Linked DNA regions of Lactuca sativa: region 1 is linked to region 2. A link is a contact called in public Hi-C data. All regions are on one chromosome and are shown on one strand. The core of a region is the stretch at or near the end of the contact, and the rest is flanking DNA. Distances in the headings are between cores, read along the strand shown.

Region 1 (2,735 bases), core at 139-2,638, 150 kb after region 2:
TTCGTGCTTACAGTTTTCAGTTGTTGTTTCAGGTACCTCTTCAGCGAAGGGGAAGGAGCCGGCGCGGTAGCGGCACATCATACACACACACACTTTGGTTTTCCGCATTATGAGATATTTTGGGATTGTACTATGACATTATTACTATTTTCATGTATTGGGTATTTAGACACGAGATATGTTTATTGAAATGATATGATCGTAGGACGTTTTACTACAAATGTTTTACAAACTACTTAATTTAAATGAAATTTGGACGTGAAATTTGGGTCGTTACACATCTAGTTTGCAGCATCTGCTCTACATATATTTTCACCAAGGATGATGTGCTAAGGGATATACTTTCAATAAAATTTCATATAAAAAATCATTTCCTTATATGTGTGCATGTCGAACTGTATCCTATATATAACTCGACATCCTTAGACCAAGTAGACCTTCTTTAATATGTCGAATTAGTTCTTTAATTTGTCCAATAATGATTTTATCATATACACCTTTAGTGTATGCAAACGATTTCTAAGTATGGAAATCGGAATTTTAATGTAGATCGTAGACATGTTTAATTGTATGTTCATTAGTCATAATTCATATTAGGCATTACAATTTCTTTTGTTCATTCAAATAAATTATGGAAACATTTCTATACACTCTCGATTGTTAATTGTTTTACAATTTGAAGTTTTTCGATTGTATCTACATCCATCTACAGCAAATTCGATCTGATCTAGAACTAACATACATCTCTTGTGTACTATTTCATGTAGTCAATCTAGTAAGTGTGACTACAATCGATGAAAACAAGTTTTTTTTGTAAGAAAATGCATCGAACAAGGAGCGATGTGCATGTTTAGGTTATATCCGGTTATAGTGTAAGTGTACGTTATCGTTCAAAGAACGTAGCAACAAAATAGCTTGGTTGCCAGGAATGAGTTACGTACATATAAATACATAAAAAAATATCAAAAATTTAGCTGGTTTTAAAATAAAATAAATCGATAAATGACTTCAAAGAGCTATATTCAATACACCTACCTACTATTTAGTGTGATTCTTTTAGAGATTATACAATAAACGGAACAAATTATTCTTACAATCTCTCAAATTCAATATACACATAATTTTGTCTATTAGTATTAATTACAAATGCAATTAATACCAACTTTGACCCAAAAGATATATCCCTACTCTATTGGTAGTATACTAGTATAGAATGGGTTAAACATTTAAGTAATAATTAAATATCCATATCAATATTATCTGTCATTGTGCACTAGTAGGTTGAATTTTGAAAACCACAACAATTGTAATTTAATTCTTGATTAGGCCTAAAAGGGTTAGAAAGAGAAGAGGTTAGAAGGTGGAGGTGTGAAAAGGATTAGAAAGATAGAGGGCATGTGAAAGGGGTGAAAGAAGAAACAAGAAACAGAAGTGGTGGTCTCATCGGCGCGCATTGGAAGACGCAATTTAATTTTCTAGAGAGGGACAGACACAACACAACACAACGCAACACACCCCCATTTGTATTCGGTACACATACACACACCCTCTTCTCTTTTCTATTCTTTCTCTCTCTCTCTCTCTCTTTCTTTAGGAAACTACTATGAGCCTTGCGACTTTGTGTGTGTGTGTCTTTCTCTCTCTGGGTTATTTCGTAAATTAAAGATTACCCTATTTTTCACCCCACAAAAGCACACAATTTCGTGTTTGATTTTCTCTCAACGAAAGAAAGCCTCTCTTGTTCGCTGTTCTTTCTTTGAAAAGAGTCTTTGCTTAAAGAATCAGAAAGCTGATTGATTGGTTGATTCTTTGGTTGTTTGTTTGTTCGTATAGAAAGGAAACAAGAGATATGTTGATGAAGATGAAGTCGTTTTGATCATAATCATCATCATCTACTCTCTCAACCACCGTTTCAAGATCTTCTTATACTTAGCGTTAGATCCATCGCCTGTATTCTACCGTCTTTTTCAGGTATGTTGTTTTTCATCGATCATTCTTAACAATACCCAATTTCAGTTTTGTGTTTTTTCCAATTTCTCATCTGAAAATTTCACATATTTTGAAGGAAAATCAGTTTTTTGTTCTTTATTTCGGTGTTGATGCTGGGTTTTACCAGAAAGTCTTTATTTTCTTTTTCAAATTTGTCTTTTTGTAGATAACCGTATGCGTTTTTAGATTTATCTCTTCTTGTTTGAATCCTTTCTTCTTTTTATAATCACCTACACACCATTTTTCGCTTGTTTGACTGGTTTAATCGATTACACTTTACCCGATTCATATAAAACTGTTCTTGAAATAATGCTTGATGTATTCATTGTAGATTACCCATAGATCCATTCGTTTTGATGCATGCTCAATTTGACCCGATTCGATGGGTGGTGTTTGTTTGATTTTAAAGATTATGTTCTTTGTTTCTTTCACAGTTTGATTATTTTTATGGTGTACACCTATTCTTTTTTATTTTGCTTGAAGTTATGACATGTTTCCACCTAATTTAGGTCAGAAAGATTGACTTTGGTACGCCATTACACATGGTTTGGTGCTTTACTTCTTGAGCATTTAATAGACTCGTACATTTACAAGTGCAAATTGTGAATACCCATAAGTTGAACAGTTGTTTTCTCGATTATAATAATATAATAACTTGTAAACTACATAGTTTAAGTTCATGACTATATCTTCAAAATTGTTATTCTTCGATAATACATGGTTTTTGTTGTTGATAACATTAGATA
Region 2 (2,902 bases), core at 183-2,682:
TGTACTGTGTTTTTGATATACACTGATGTCAATAAAATTTTAATTTTGTGTCGCCCGAAAAGGTGGGGATGGGACATGAATGCCTTATAAAGCTTGTCGAGTCTAGTCATGTCTCGTGTAACAGTCAAAGCGGTTAATATTTTGGATTCCGAAAATACCCTTTAGCCGTTCCAAGTATAATGCGCATACGGATCTCCCATGTAAGAGGACTAATTGGTCCTACATCTCCGTGAAGCCATTGCTCTAAGTTCCCATTGTTTACAAACTCATAAACAAGAATCCTAATTACAATAATCAAATTCCAAATCAAGAAATTGTCCAATTGATCAAAAAGGTTTTTTTAATGGAAGTAATCAAGAGTTATTATACCTTTGAGCTCCTTCTGCACAATAACCAAGAAGCCTAACTAAATTCTTGTGACGAACTCGTCCAATGGCTTCCACTTCAACCTTAAACTCCTTCTCAGCTTGTCCTCTGTCAAATCCAACACAAAAACAAGAACGCTAACTGATTTATCATTTGAATTTATCTATAATTTAGTCAATAATATGAACCTCAATTAGTTCCCTATACTGAATAAAGTCAAAATAAGAGTTTATTCACTGTAAATTAACCTGTTATTGAGCAAATTTTTGACAGCAACAGTTGTATTATCCATTAAAACGCCAGAATAAACAATACCATATCCACCTTCACCAATCACATTTTCGTCTGAGAACCCATTTGTTGCAAGCTCAAGCTCCCTCAAAGTATACCAATGGCCCCAACCCAAATGGGAAACTTCGGGCTGAACAGAAACAACCGAAAGCTGATCACCCGACCCGCTTCCATAAGACGACCCGCCACCACTTCTTTCCGGGTAAGAAATGCGATGACCCTTTCCAATTTCTACCTGGATCTTCTCGAAATTACCATCATCTTCAGCTGCATGGCTCGTCACTATGGCTAAAGTATCCGATTTGGTTGCTGTGTTTACGACCTGCTGTTGATGCTTGTTGTTGTCGTGAGCTTGAACAGTGTGAATTCGGGTCGGGTCGAACCGAGGTTGTTGAAATTCGTCGGTGATTGTTGGGATTGTGGGTTTTTGAGGTACTGTTTTGGTCTTATGAAAGGTTTTTTTTCGTTTCGAGGTGAAATAGAGTGAAATGAAGAACACGATGATGACAATGGCGGCTCCAAAGCAAATTCCAAGAACAACCCAAAATTTTAAACCAAAAATTGAGGTTTTTCGGGAGAGCTCATCGTTTAGAAACCCGGACATTTTTGTTGTCGGTGTTTGGTTACTGATAAACAATCTAAAAGTCCATGGGAACGAAGCGTTAAAGATGTCAAGAAGGGAGACAAAATTACCAAGATGTGGTAGAAGAACAAGAAGACAAAATTGAGTAGGGACTGTAGAAGAGAGGGAATCCTGCGTTTCTGAATGATAATAGAAAAATCTTCTATTTACCATTAAGATATTTGGAAGCTTGTATTGGGATTCAATTTATGTAAGTTGAATATTAATTAATTAATTAATATAATAATATATTGGTATATTTACAAATTGGAATGCAAATTTACTTTTTTATATGTAAGAATGTATTTACGAAAATGAATATCGTACAAGTTGCGGTATCAAGGTGTCGGTAGAATCTAGGATAGACCACGTCGTTAAAAAAATGCAAATTATTTAATAAAAAAGTTATTGTTACTCTAGCATAAAGTTTTTGAATTTTTTATTATTTTTTTATTAAACTTGGACAATCCTTAGGAACAGTACCTGACCAGGGTACTGTTCTTGGGTTGGTTAGTTGACGTGAGTTTGGTTAATCTCGATATCCACCGCCTCGTCGATACTTCCCGAACCTTTTATTCCCACCGCTACTATCCTCCACCGCCTTAAGCGGCTGTCATTCGTTAATTCCTTTCTTGTGTCTTCTTCAACCTCCTCAACCCAACCGTACACAATTAGAGGTCGCCGCCCTCTGTTTTTGCTTATATGCTTCCGTTATGCCTGCTTGCATTCACAATTGTTACCAGAGGTTAGACACGTCAATTGAAGGTATGTGTCTTTTTAGCCCTCTTCTACTTCTTCACTGTTCATGGCGCTGTTTGATTTCGGCCTCTGTGTTGAAGGTAGCCTGCCTCCATGAGCAAGATGGTTCCAAGTTCAATTTTCGGTTGTCAACTGTTCTCTCTGTTCGATACTAATGGTAACCCAAATACTTGTGTTCGAACTAAAATTGATCCCTAAGTTGAATTTTGATGATGACGATTACAACTTGAAGAACTTCAAAGACCAACACCGACTCCGTTCGATGCTTCTGGGTTCTTTAGATAAGCACTCCACCACCAGTTTCCTTCTCGCAGGTTTTTGCTTTTGTCACCAACGGTTTCCTTCACCCTATATACCTAAATCTGCCCCCATTTTCTCCAACTCACCTCTCCTGCTATGCACCCTAATTTCTTTGCATGTTTTGTCTCCTCCGCTCCCACCGCTTCCAGTCGCATCCACCACCGTTGATTGTTCACGTTCAACCAAATTCCTGTATTTCTCTCCTAGGTGTATGAAGGAGAGCATATCGCCTTATGTTTTGGCGACTATACGTGTGCCTACGCTTTCTCTCCTATGTGTTTGTAGCTCGAATAGATAAGAAGTACTAACCCTAATCGATTCAGCTGCTTTCATTTGTTATGTTTACCAAGGTGGTTTCCGACCTCTAATGCTCTCTGTAAAACTCAGACGGAGAAGAAGAGGTCACCACAGGATACCCTAAACCGCCTACCATCGCCGCTCAGGTTAGAGCTATCAAAATCCATCGCTTTCTACTATAGAATCATGCCTTTTACTGATAACAGAACCATAGTTGCTTCTGCTGCTGATGGCCAGGTTAGTTGTTTCATAGATTATGTCATTTAC

What was found. A called contact is a pair of places that touch in the nucleus more often than the background predicts.
Region 1: a Hi-C map of leaf shows a contact between it and region 2, with 7 times the contacts expected there. The contact joins the promoter of LOC111911075 here to the promoter of LOC111911076 in region 2. A contact is called at or near these places in 2 of 4 Hi-C or Micro-C datasets (both in leaf).

What each region holds. Positions count from the first base shown.
Region 1 is chr4:249,684,686-249,687,420 of Lsat_Salinas_v11, forward strand. It overlaps LOC111911075 (probable E3 ubiquitin-protein ligase RHG1A), which reads left to right and starts at 1,389. Exons shown (of 7, transcript XM_042901346.2): 1 at 1,389-1,530; 2 at 1,834-1,971.
Region 2 is chr4:249,534,726-249,537,627 of Lsat_Salinas_v11, forward strand. LOC111911076 (probable serine/threonine-protein kinase At1g01540) reads right to left here and starts at 1,433. Exons shown (of 7, transcript XM_023906860.3): 1 at 615-1,433; 2 at 370-474; 3 at 159-281. The coding sequence starts at 1,261.